Linked DNA regions of Sus scrofa: region 2 is linked to region 1. Evidence: chromatin contacts called from public Hi-C data. All regions are on one chromosome and are shown on one strand. Each heading gives the region's core, a stretch centred on a gene start, on an enhancer-like site or on the middle of the called end of the contact. The rest is flanking DNA. Distances are from core to core; before and after follow the strand shown.

Region 1 (6,733 bases), core at 3,046-5,545:
TTCAAAGGTGCTTTTCCTTTCCTTCCAGGGTTAAGGGACCCAAGCTCTCAGCCCTGAAGAAGCCTCCTCCTGGCAAATTCCACACCACCAAGGCAACACCTGAGCATTTTAAAAATAACGCCTCTGAAGTTTCCGCTTGTGGCTCAGCAGGTTACCAGCTTGACTAGTATCCATGAGGATGCGGGTTCCAACCCTAGCCTTGCTCAGTGGGTTAAGGATCCGGCATTCCTGTGAGCTGTGGTGTAGGTCGAAGACGTGGCTCAGATCTGGCGCTGCTGTGGCTGTGGCGTAGGCCCCAGCTGTAGCTCCAATTTGACCCCTAGCCTGGGAACTTCCATATGCTGCAAGTGCGGCCCTAAAAAGGAAAAATAAATAAATAAGTAAATAGATAAATAAATAAATAAAAATAATGTCTCAAACCCACATGCAAAGTGAGATCTGAGGGGCAGAGATGTTCAGTAGGTGGGTAGGAAATCCTGCAAGGAGTGGGGGGGGGGCATGTACTTCTATCCATTTCAAAGCAGGCTGGTTAGTTAGTGATGCTACATAAATGGGGAGGCAGTTTTCAAAAATCACGAGGTGTCAAGGCGGAAGAGACTTTGGAGTTCCTATTACCAGTTCCCCACAGAGGGTGGATGTCCTGAAACATCAGAGAATGTACATTTGACCAAGAATAAGATGGACTTGGAGTTCCCCTTGTGGTGCAGTGGAAATGAATCCGACTAGGAACCACGAGGTTTGGGTTCAACCCCTGGCCTCGCTCGGTGGGTTAAGGATCCGGCGTTACCACGAGCTGTGGTGGCAGACACGTCTCGGATCTCACATTGCTGTGGCTGTGGCATAAGCTGGCAGCTGTAGCTCCAATTAGACCCCTAGCCTGGGACCCTCCATATGCCGCAGGTGCAGCCCTAAAAAGACCAAAAAAACAAAACAAAACAGAACATGATGGACTCAAGAACATTAGTCTTTCTACTGCTTTTTGGCTTTGGCTTGAAATCCTCACTAGCCCGAGTCTTTCAAAATTACTAAAAATCCAGCATCGCCATTTGAAAGTCGTTAAGTGAGTAGGGCAGGGAGGGAGCAAAATAGGGTTCCCTGGAGAAACCAAACCAATAGGAGAGCGAGAAAGGGAAAGAAGGACAGGGAGGCTTGTCATCGTCCAGGATCGGCTCGGCGATGACGGGGGCGAGCAAGCCCGAGATGCGCAGAGTGAGTCAGCCCGCGGGACGCAGGCGGCTGAGGCTTTCCCTTTAGTCTGAGTCCAAAGGCCTGGGACCCGGGAGAGCCCGTGGAAGGGTTCCTGTCCAAAGACCAGCAGGTGTGCAGCCCAGGAAGAGCGGACGCTGCGGCCAGAGGGCTGTCGGGCGGGGGGGGGGGGTCCCTGATGTCAGCCTTTTCCTTCTTCCCAGGCCTTCACCTGACTAGAGGAAGCCCACCCACACCGGGAGGGCAGCCTGCTTTCCTCAGTCTACCATCCACTACCATCCAGACGTTAATCTCATCCAGAAACCTCCTCATAGACTCACCCAGAATACTATTTGACCAAACATCTGGGCACCCTAGGGCCCAGGCAAGTTCACATAAAATTAACCATCACGGTCAGTAAGAGGTAACCTGGTCTGAGGGAGGCAGGTGCCCACTGGGCACCCCAGGTCCCCCGGTCGAGGGCCTGGTTCCCTAGGGTCCAGTTTTGTGTTCCTGGAAAATGAGTTGCCAGGCTTATATCAAAACCCTCTTCTTGGAGTTCCCGTCCTGGCTCAGTGGTAATGATCCCGACAAGTATCCATGGGGACGAGAGTTCGATCCCTGGCCTCGCTCAGTGGGTTAAGGATCCCACGTGGCCGTGCGCTGTGGTGCAGGTTGCAGATGCAGCTTGGATCCCACATGGCTGTGGCTGTGGCTCAGATACGATCCCTAGCCTGGGAACTTCCATATGCTGCAGGTGCAGCCCTAAAAAAAAAAGACAAAACCCTCTTCTTTCCCTTCTCCAGGAGACATTCCAGTCATTGTGGGTAGGCAAATGGAAACAGGGCAAAAGCACTTTCAGGTCGCATTTCGGGACTCTTTGGATCTGGCCCTTTGCCTCAGGGGTCATCGATGTGTGAGGAAACGGGGTCACCCACTGTCTGGTTTGCCCAGGACTGAGGGGTTTCCTAGGGACAGGGGACTTTGAACGCTCAAGTTGGGACAGTCCCGGGCAACCTGTCACCTAAGGATCCCTGCCCTGCCCAAGGAGCCCAAGTGGCTCCAGGTTCTCTGTCTCCTTTGGTTTAGACACCTTGTCAGCTCTGCACCCACAAACCTGTCCCATGGTTTTGTGGCCCAGGGACTCCAAGGCCAGGGTCAGTGGCAACTTTGGACCCCAGATGTTTTCTTGGTGGCGCAGTAACAGTGGGTGCTTGGTGGCTGCTTCAAGTCACTGCTTTTGCAGCCCTTAATGTCATAACAGTACTGTCATGGGGCAAAGCCCTGCCCACAACCCAGAGCTGCGCTCAGATTATTGCCAACAGAGTGCCCTCTCCTGGGGGGACCAGGCTGTCGCCACTGTGGAGCACAGGGCGGTCAGTTCCCTGCAGGAGCAGCTTTAACAAAAGCCCTTAGAGATGGTAGAACCTGCAGGGACCCAGGCTACAGGCACATATTTCTTTTTCTTTTCTTTTCTTTTCTTTTTTCTTCATCTTTTGTCTTTTCAGGGCCGCACTCACATCATATGGAGGTTCCCAGGCTAGAGGTTTAATCAGAGCCACAGCTGCTGGCCTCCACCAGAACCACAGCGACGCCAGATCCAAGCTGTGTCTGTGACCTACACCACCGCTCACGGCAATGCCAGATCCTTAACCCACTGAGCGAGGCCAGGGCTTGAACCCGCAACCTCAAGGTTCCTAGTCGGATTCGTTTCTGCTGCGCCACGACAGGAACTCCGAGCCAGCCACATGTTTCTGCAGTGTGGTCCCTGCTCCACAGAGAGATACAGGAAGATTTGTCCCTCAGACCGGCTTCCATTCTTTTCCTTTTCTTATTGCTTTTGTAACAGCTTATTGAGGTATAATACACATACCTACAAGCCGCCCATTTAAAGTATATGACGCAACAGTTTTTGGTACATGCACAGAGTTGTACAACCAACGTCATGATCAAATTTAGAACATTCTCATCACGCCCTGTAGCCTTTAGTCATCCCCCCCTTACTTCTCCCAACTGGCACCAGAAATCAGATTACATTTTCTAGAGTTTTACAGAAATGGAATCATACAGTAGCTTTTCCTGTTTGATGGACTTCTTTGACTCGGCATCACTATTTTGAAATTAATTCATGTTACACCTGCTTTTACACCGTTCTTTCCTTTACACGGCTGAGTGGCACTCCATTGCATGGTTACGCTACAAGCTGTTTATTCAGTCACTTGATAATAGACATTCAGGGTGTTTCCAGTATTTGACTATCACAAATAAATCTGCTATAAAAATTTATGTGTTGGAGTTCCTGTTGTGACTCAGCAGGTTAAGGACCTGATGTCCCTGTGAGGATGTGGGTTTGACGCCTGCCCTTGATCAGTGGGTTAAGGATCGGGCATTGCCACAAGCTGCAGTGTAGGTTGAAGATGTGGCTAAGATCCGATGTTGCTCTGGCTGTGGCGTAGGCTGCAGTTGCACCTCCAATTTGACCCCTGGCCCTGGAATTTCCATATGTCGCAAGTGTGGCCATAAAAAGGAAAAAGTTTATGTGAAAATCCTCATCCCCCCAGCAGTCCCAGCAGACAGCCATGCCTTCTGCTTCTGCTTCACAAAGAAAACAACTGTCCATCCCTGCCTGGAATGGTCTTGGATCTGAAAACTCTGCCTTGAGCAAGCCTCCCAGGAAGGAGTATCCTTCGGGCTCCCTCTGGATGGAGAAGCACTGAGTCCTCCCACCAGAGGCAGTGACTCTAGCACAGCCCTCACCCCAAGAAGGAGGCTTGAGTCCCAGGGTCCAGGGGGCCACAGGCCCTGGCTGTGCTCAGAGACTCTGTCACAGGCTAACCCATCAGAATCCCTTTGGCTCAGCCCCCAGCAAGGAGCGGGCAGGAGCCAGCGGCAGCCATGCCATGCGACAAGCCCTGGTCAGTCTCCTTGGAGGTTTCTGGAAAGGGGTTAAAAGCTAGAGACGATGAGTGACGAGGTCCAGGGAGTCCAAAGGATAACTGCCACTCTGTCTGAGATGAGGCTGAGCTCTGACCGGGGTGTGAACCCTGAGGGCAGGGGCCACACGGTCAGGACCTGGGGCGGAAGCAAAAGGGAACCCTCCTTGGCTCAGCGGCTCCTAGCTCACTCCGGGTAAACAAGCCGAGGAAAGCCCCGGGCCCCGGGCAGGGCTGTGCCAACAAATCAAAGGTCAGCGGAGCCATAAATCAACTGTATTTACACCAAACCCATCATGAAGAGTTATTTTAAAACAGGAATTGACCAAAAAAATTCCCTGGAGCTGAATCAACTCAAAGAACACAAACAGAGAATGGGAAATGTCCATCTCCCTCCTCTCCCAGGCGGTAGGTCCCAGAGGCCTCCGCAGTGAGAGCGGCCCGCTCGCCCTGCAGTAGGTCCCTCCCAGATCTAAGTGTTCGTGCCTGGGGTGCCTTGAGACGATGGGTCTTGGCCAAACAGCCGCTGCAGCCAGCAGACAGGCGATTGTGCGGGGTGGGGGATGGTGCCTCTCAAGATCCTTCCAACTTCCTGGGGACCAGGGCCTGCCCAGGATGCTCACCAGACTGACATCAGCCTAGTGCTACCCGGCCTCTAGCCCTGGAGGATTTTCTTTTATTTAAATATGCAGGTGGGAGTTCCTGTCGTGGCGCAGCAGAAGCGATCCGACTAGGAACCATGAGGTTGCGGGTTCGATCCCTGGCCTCACTCCGTGGATTAAGGATCTGGCATTGCTGTGAGCTGTGGTGTAGGTCGCAGACGGGGCTGGGGTCTGATGTTGCTGTGGCTGTGGTGTAGGATGGCAGCTGTAGCTCTGATTGGACCCCTAGCCTGGGAACCTCCATATGCCAAGGGTGTGGCCCTGAAAAAACAGCAAAAATAATAATAATAATAATAAATAAATAAATATGCATGCATGTACAGAAGGAGGTCTGGAAGGATCTACAGCTTGGTATTATCAGATGTCAATTCAAGATGCCTGCATTTTCTGCATCTTCTATAATGAATGTGTATTTTATTATTTTTTGAAGGCAAGGAATTTTGTTTGTTTAGCAAGGAATTTTTTTTCTTTCTGTTACCAAAGTTACTAGCTGTAGAAGATTTAGAAAAGTATAGGAACCAAAGAGAGAGGGTCACCTGTAATCATAATCTCCCTGCCCAGATATATTCTCTTGATCTGTGAGTAAATTTTCTTTGGTTCTTTGCTGGAAACGTGTATTTTTCAAACCAAAAAAAGAGATCATATGTTGCAGTCTTTTTTTTCTTTTCTTTTCTTTTTTTTTTTTTTTTTTTTTTTTTTTTTTTTTTTTTTTTAGTGACTGCACCCACAGCATATGGAAGTTCCTGGACCAGAGGATTGAATCCAAGCCACAGCTGCCACTTATGCTGCTGCTGAGCTGGGGCCAGAACCTGCACCTCTGCAGTGACCCAAGCCGCTGCAACCAGATTCTTAACCCAAGGCGCCACAGCAGGAACTCTGATACATTCTTTTTTATAACCTACTTTTCAATGTACACTCCACATTTTCTGCCATTAACACCCTCCTAAGATACGGTTTCAGTGGCTTACAGTGTGCTTTTTGTCTGTTTGTTTTGCTTTCAGTATTCTCTTAAATGGATGTAGCCTGCATCGACTCATTCCTTCCAATGAGGTCTTCAAACAAGAAACATTTCTCTCTAAACCACAAGCAAATGGTCGTACTGCTATTCTCCAAACAGGCTTCTCATAGGCCGACATACAGTAGGACTGCATTTTCCTGCCCCAAGGGAGTTAGGTGTTACCATGTCCCTTGTTTTGGCCAATGAAATGTGAACAGCAGTGAACCTGGCCATCTGAGAGCGGTCTCTGCACTCAGAGTCCAGCCAACCTACCATGGACACAGAGCACATAGCGAAATGAACTCTGTGATTTCATTGGGGGGTGGGGACCATTTTGTTTCTGTAACATAACCTTGCTGGCCCTGCCTGCCTGGGCTCTGGGCTGATGGAGAGACAAGGTTAAAGACAGAATCCCAACCATGGAAGGGTGTGCATCTTGTTAGGGACATCCAGCTTAATGACAAGGAAAGAGCTGGGATAGGAGCCACCAGTGACCATTCAGAGCCAGAGCACCGTGGAGCAGGCAGGAAATGTCTGGCCCCCGAAAGAGAGAGAGAAAGGGGCCCGTCTGGAGAACACACTGCCATAAGGAGAGACGTCCTGTCTCCATCCTGTGCTTCTCATTCTTCCTCTGGAGAAAAAAAATGCCTCCACAGCCTGCCTCATCAGGAATGGCAGCCGTGAAACTCTTCAAGGCTTACTGTGGCTGGTCGTAATCAAGCAGACACTTGAAGACAAGGGCAAGGTGACTTCAGATAAAATCAACACTATTGCGGTTTTCCAATCCTATTTGAGTCATCACTCCCCACAGCTACAGGCCCTGACCACAGTTGTCATCTTCTCATTCAGCCAGTCAGTGTCCGTCAGTGTCTGCTGGTCAACCAGTAGATGTCAGTCAGTCAGTCAGAACCTGTTAGTCAGAGTCAGTCACCCAGTGTCAGTCATCAGAACCTGTT
Region 2 (6,733 bases), core at 1,127-3,626, 180 kb before region 1:
ACAATCCGCTTGACGACGCCAGTTCTAGTCTTTGGTCTCTAGTCATATTCGACCCAATAATCACCTTTATCCAATTTGGTTAATTCTTTTTTTTCCTCCCCCACAGGAATATAATACCACAAGAGTCACTTAAGGTTTGAGATAAATATCACCCTTGGTCCCATGAATGCTAATGTCCATAAGAAGTAGTTTTAAAATATAAATCAAAACCAATTTGCATTTTGAAATCTAAATGAACCACTTTTTTTTGCTATTTATTTTTACTGGCTTGTTGCCTGTTTGGGCCGCTATAAGAAAAGACCATAGACGGGGCTGCTGAAACGGCACACATTTATTTCGCACAGTCCTGGAAGCTGAGAAGTCCAAGATCAAGATGCCCGCAGATTCGGTGTCTGTTGAGAACCACTTCTCAGCTTGCTGACAGCAGTCTTCTTGCTGCATCCTTACATGGTGGAGGGGAGAGAGAGAGAAAGAGAGGGGGGAAGACAGAGAGAGAGCATCCTAGTTTCTTCCTCTTCTTTTTTTCTTAATTTTTTTTTTTTGGTCTTTTATCTTTTTAGGGATGAACCTATAGCATATGGAGATTCCCAGGCTAGGGGTCCAATAGGAGCTGTAGCCACTGGCCTATGCCACAGCCACAGCAACATGGGATCCAAGGCGCATCTTCGACCTATACCACAGCTCACGGCAATGCCGGATCCTTAACCCACTGAGCAAGGCCAGGGATCAAACCTGTGTCCTCATGGATACGAGTTGGGTGTGGTAACCACTGAGCCACAAAGGGAACTCCTTTTTTTGTTGTTTTTATTAATTTTTTTAATGGCCACACCCATGGCATATGGAAGTTCCCGGGCCAAGGACTAAATCCGATCCTTTAACCTACTGCTCTCTTCCTCGTCTTATAAGGGCACTCACTCCATTATTGGGGCCCCATACTCCTTATTTTACCTAAACTTTACTTCCCAAAGGCCTCACCTTCAAATACCATCACCTTGGGGGTTAAGCCTTCAACATAGGAATTTGGGGGGTACACAAATGTTCAATCCATAGCAGTTAGTGTGTGTTATGCCAAGGTACCTAAAGTTGTCCTTGAGTAAATAAGAAGCGAATTTCTCCCGATGAAAGTAAATTGAAGATTTAATAACATCTACAATCCCCAGCAGGAGACATTTCCTCTGGGGTTGAGCTGCCAACAAAGTTGGAGTGTCCCCAAATGAATGGTTTAAGAGAACTTCTGATGTGAAATAAACACCATTTTCTTGGGGACCATGTAACGCTTCTCTTGGGGCGAGCTTCTGGTCTGGGGCTGTTTTGCCTTGGAGAAAATGGTCTGACATTAGGATGGCCCATCTCCTCTCCAGGAGACTGTTAGACCAAGAGGAGCCATTAAATTCCTGGACAAACCATCCAAGGGTGGCCAGGTCTCTTCCTCAGGAGGAACAGCCAACTGTTAACGCTGGGAACCCAGCCCTTTCATCACTTCGTTATAAAGTGGCATTCCCAGAAATTAGAATCGGAGTCTGAAACTCCAGTAAGAACTCCACGTGTGTTTGAAGTCTAAAGAGAAGAATCAGCTGTGCCTGCTGTCGGTCTCAGAGTCTGAAATAGTTCCCTGCTGATTCATAACGTAAACATAGGGGTTAATTCCCTCCTTTCAGAAATCTGCTGGGGTGCACCCCAATTATTATTATCTGCATTCAACCATGAGAGCATGATGAGCTGAAAGGCTGCCAGCATGGCCGTTTGCCTTTCCGGATTTAAATAAATAGATCTGGCTTTGGGCAGGCTTTCCAGACTGACGTACACTCCAGACATGAGTGTTGTTTTATTAAGATATATAATGACATAAAAATATTTTTATAATCAGTATATCTTCTTCAGCTCTAAAATCCAGGACAGGGTTTTCAAGGCATCTCGTTTGCACGGATCAAGTTGACTGGTCAGAAGCACTGACGAATGTTGGAGGGGATATCATGTTTATTTATAACAGATTGATATTGTATCTAGTTTCTGTGTACTAGGAAACGGAAATAGGTTTGCGCAAACCTTTCCCCGCCCCCATAACCTAAAAGACAGGAGACACTTCATCGGAGCCCTTCTACCCTATCATGTGATGTTTTCTCTTTAAACAGAATAGGAATGATCTGTCTTTGCAACTTGTTGACTTAACCCAAGCTTTTGGCTTGACTGAAAGGGTTCCCTGAAACTAAAGGGCTGTTCTTTGAAGGGAATCTCTTCCTAACCACGTCCCTTTAAGAGTTCATTTTAAGGATCCTACCTCTCCTGATTGTTTTCACTTTGGTACACCATCAAAGGGGAGGAGTCGGTGAAAGGAAATGAAACTGAAACGTGGACCTGGGCATAGCTGATCGAAGGTTCTTCATTTAAGGGTGAGTTCCTTTTCTCTCATTATGTTGTGCACTCTGAAAACAAGCCCTTGAAATGGGGGTCACGGTCTTTAGGAGACCCCAAGAGAAATCACTCTATGCTTCTTCCCTCCGGGAGTCCCCCATCTCATTAGGCAAAACAGTCAGGCGTAGGCTCTCTTAATGGGCAACAGAATAAAACATCAGAGAAGGTAAATACACACCATGCACCGAGAAGCACACAATTTAAGTTGGAACGTGACTATATAAAGAACAATAAATGAGGCACTGTATACCCATAACGTGTGAGTACTTCCAGGTGTACCAATATGCAAACACTAGCACTGAGGCTTCCTAGAGTATTTGGAAACAGCCTAAATAAAGAAGGGTCTCTGATAGGGATTTCTCCAACCAGGGTTCTTTCCACCCATCCAGCATCAATGTAGCCTCTTCTCTAAACCTTTTTTAATGTATTAACTTGTTTCATTCTCCTAAGACCTGTGTATAGACCCAGTATGATCCCTATGTCTTAAAGCACAGAGAGATGGAGCCAGTTGCTATGTCCTGCTATAGACACTGCTTGCCTTCCCTCCCACTCATCTCCCTCGTCCGTCTGGGCACCACCTCTTCCCAGGACACGGCTTTTTGACTCCTGCCTTCTTGTTCCCTCAGCTGCCTGCACAGTGTCCTGGGTATATTTCGTCCATGATTCTCTCGATGAAAACTTCTACCCTTACCCCTCACTCTTAGACTTTGGGTAACCTGAGGGCATGAATCCTGGAGCTCCCAGTCACAGAGCTGGTGTTTGAGCTCAGGCATCCAGCTGCAGGGGCCCACCCTTCACCGAGATGCTAAGAGTTTGCCAGGCAGGTGTGAAGTGCCTTTTGTGGGAGAGGGTTCGAGTCATGGACTTTGGGAAGTGACAGAGGGAGTGCGTGACATTGGAGGGCGGGGTGCATGTCAGTGGAGCTGAAAGATTCAGCTTTCGGAAAGTGGATGGTGATTGGATGGAGTGGGCCTTTGGCTTTTCAAACCAGGCGAAGAGCCCCCTTGGCACACGTGGTGATGACCAGAGGGCTCATGGCCATCAGATCACCGTGGCGTGTTGTTTAAGTCTCCTGAACATTCACGACAGAAGAGCTTGGATGCCATTATCTCACAGCACATCACTCTAAATTGCAGTTTCGGAGTTCCCTGGGGGCCCAGAGGTTAAGAATCCACAGTTGTCACTGCTTTGATGCAGGCGCGATCCCTGGCCTGGAAACTTCCGCATGCCCAAAAAAATGTAGTTTTATATTATACTATAGGATGCGACAGCACCATGACATTTTTCTTTGTTTCTCCTTCCTTTTGCTATCTGGTTCAAATTGTTTCCTTAATGTATTTAGAAAATCAAATTTCACGTTACAGAAGTAATGCAAACTTGTCTAACTCAAGAAGAGAGCCCATAGTTACATCAATTAAAAGTTATTTCTCCTCCTAACACCCTTCCAACCTTACTTTCCTGAGGAGGTAATACTTTTATCCACGCTTGTCCAAGGAGATAACAATACCTGTGCACAAACTCGAGGCGATTGGTCGCTCCTGTGACAACTGTGCAAGCAGCACATCCTTTATTGCGTCGCTTGCTTTGCCCACTTAAGTATCCTTCACCGTCTACCCTTCAGCACGGTGTCCACACTGTTGGTACTTCACCCTTCCCTCCTGATGGATGGCTTCCAGCTTTGCAGCTCTCCAAGCAACGCTGCAACAAATCTCTCTGCATAGCCATCCCCCTTTCTTGAGCCTTTACACATTAAAAGTTATACAGTGGCCACTGAACTTTTTTTTAAATCAGTGATGTGCTCCTATCCCACAGGGAAATGACTGCCTAAAATTTGCTCCCAAAAACAAATGGCCTGTCCAGGCATAGAGAAGTAATTATGTTCCATAGTCTACTTCTGGCACGTTGTGGGAAACAGTTTCCAGTAAGTGTAAACTCACATTCTCCAGGATGATTTTTCTCAGTCTACATACCTAGTGTGCACTGCTGAAACAAAGCTTTTTATAAGACTACTCATTGGAAGTTCTTATGTTTTCTGCTTGACAACTTTTTTTGGCCACTCTCGCAGCATGCAAAAGTTCTTGGGCCAGGGACTGAACCAAACCACAGCAGTAACCAGAGCCAAGGCAGAGACAACGCCAGATCCTTAACCTGCTGAGCCACCAGGGAACTCCCAACAGCAACTTTTTAAAATAAAAGTCAGGACGTCAAAGAAGTCCCAAGTTTGACAGGTGCTCCGAGGGCATGAAGCTTGGCCAGTTTGACAAGAGCCAGCAGGCTCAAGGAAGGACCTTGCTCTCCTCTTGAAGAGCAAGGCTCTCTTTTGATTTCACCTCTCCACTATCAAGGCCTCTTCCATGTCAACAATAACAAAATTCTAAGTCTTACGTGTGACATGTAGACAGGTATTTGGACACAGAGACGACAACAATTATTTCTTATTGGCCAAAAAGTCTAAAACAAAACAGAAAGAAAGGGCCAGAGTTCTGCTTTCTCTAAGCCACTGGCTCTGCTGTCAACGCCCCCCAGTGTGGCCGACTTTCAGTTCCTTACCTCGGCAGGCTCCCCTCCCCCGCTGCTCCTACGTCCTCTCCATGCCCCTCTTACGGTCTCAGTTTAAGTCCCTCTTGCTCAGGTAAGAGCTCTCTCTCCCCGACACCCCCTGCCACTCTCATGGTAGCCTGTACTTCTCCCCCCATGAATGGAAGCTCCGTGAGGGGGACTACACCCGCCTGGTTCACTGCCATGTCCCTGGTGCCTGCAAGGACACAGGTGGCCTCAGGCCCTCATATGTGCCTCCCACTGCGGTCTAGCCACAGTTCCAAGTGCTTCATACCCTTTATTTCATTCCATTCTCAAACAACTGCAGGGCATGGTACTCCTTATATGGAAGACATACAAGCCAATGTTTTAACCACTGGGCTTTCTCATCATGCCAGCTTTCCCCTTGAACTTCTGACCAGTCCAGTCTTCAGCCCCTTTCGCAGCCCTCAGCTCATCTGGGATTTGGGCATTCCTGACACTTTTCTTCGGTTTCCCCTGTTCCTTCTTTCTGTCTTAGGTATTTGCTTTTCTTACCAGCTTTCGGACTTGGCCCTTTAGGTGGAAAGTTGGGTACAGAGCTCCTGGTGCCTCCATTCTGTGAGTCCCAGGTGTGAGTCTATTATGTCTTGTGAAGCCTCCCTCTCTTCCAAAGTCCCAGGCAATGGAATCATGTCCATCTTTCCCCTGAATTTTAAGAAATCAGCATTCCACAAATTTAGAGTTTATAAAAATTGTACGGTCTGAGCCAGCGACCCAGCATTCCACCAATTTAGAGTTTATAAAAATTGTACGCTGCCTCGCCGGCGATTACAGACTCTCTCCCAAGAGGCCCATAAGTAGCACTGCGTGAACTCGATTCCTGCCTTGTTCATTAAAAATTACCGAAGGCAGCAGTTTTCCTCGTTCTCCCTGTTCCCTCTGGGAAATGAAGTGATCCACAAGCTAAGTCAAGACTTTTTCTGGAGCTCTGCTGTGAAAGGAGCGAGACCTCCAGGGGCGGTCCCATCGCTGCTCCTCCTTGGCCTGTTTCCTGACCTGAGCTGGGGGCACCTGCCATGCTTTCTTTCTTGTCTCAGCCACCATCAATTCCATCCATTTTCTGCCATAGTTCTGTCTCTCTAAGGACATGTGGCAGCTTTTCCTCCGCTCCTCACCCCATCTTCCCAACCACCCACAGACACAAACACACACACACACACACACACACACATGCACACGCATACACATGCTGAATTACACAGAAGAGGGAGCCAGATGGGCACAACCATATTTTCAAGATGCCTTCTTATATTTTCTTTAATTTTCTCTTTAGTCACCTGTTTTCAAACTTTGCTATGCTACAGTCTCATCTCCCTACTCCCCCCCAAATACTCTCTCTCTCTTACATACACACCCACACCCACACCCACCCACACACACACACACACACACACATACGCACGCACATGCACACATGCATGCACACAGGCACACAGGCACCTAGTCTACCAGCACAATTCCATGTTGTGTCTCCCCAGAGTTTAGCACAGTGCCTGTGGCTGATCTGTAGTACTAAGCAGGCAGAACCCCGCTCCTGACACTTTAGTACCACCTCCTAGTTTCTTTTCCATACCTCTCCTGAGCCTTGGGCCCCCCAAAAACATGCCCCCAGGACCTACAAACCCAGGACCTGCCCTAACAGCCAACTCCAGTTGAAGGCTTCTCTCTCTCCCTTGCCCTTTGCTCCCGTGCTCACCCGGTGTCTCCCTCTCAGGTTTCTGCTTTCCTGTGCAGATGGGTG

Evidence for each region. A called contact is a pair of places that touch in the nucleus more often than the background predicts.
Region 2: a Hi-C map of liver shows a contact between it and region 1, with 2.8 times the contacts expected there. The contact joins two enhancer-like sites. A contact is called at or near these places in 1 of 47 Hi-C or Micro-C datasets (liver) and 1 of 2 datasets of contacts at active chromatin or transcription factors (skeletal muscle).

Annotation. Positions count from the first base shown.
Region 1 is chr1:16,501,688-16,508,420 of Sscrofa11.1, reverse strand. No RefSeq gene overlaps it. Among named protein-coding and RNA genes, the nearest start is that of ZC3H12D, 42 kb to the right of the region's middle. Within about 2 kb of position 4,295, at least 26 of the 83 cell types and tissues checked have an H3K27ac peak or open chromatin away from gene starts, as enhancers often do. A contact at or near this core is called in liver, where this site is marked.
Region 2 is chr1:16,676,869-16,683,601 of Sscrofa11.1, reverse strand. No RefSeq gene overlaps it. Among named protein-coding and RNA genes, the nearest start is that of TAB2, 68 kb to the right of the region's middle. Within about 2 kb of position 2,376, at least 19 of the 83 cell types and tissues checked have an H3K27ac peak or open chromatin away from gene starts, as enhancers often do. A contact at or near this core is called in liver, where this site is marked.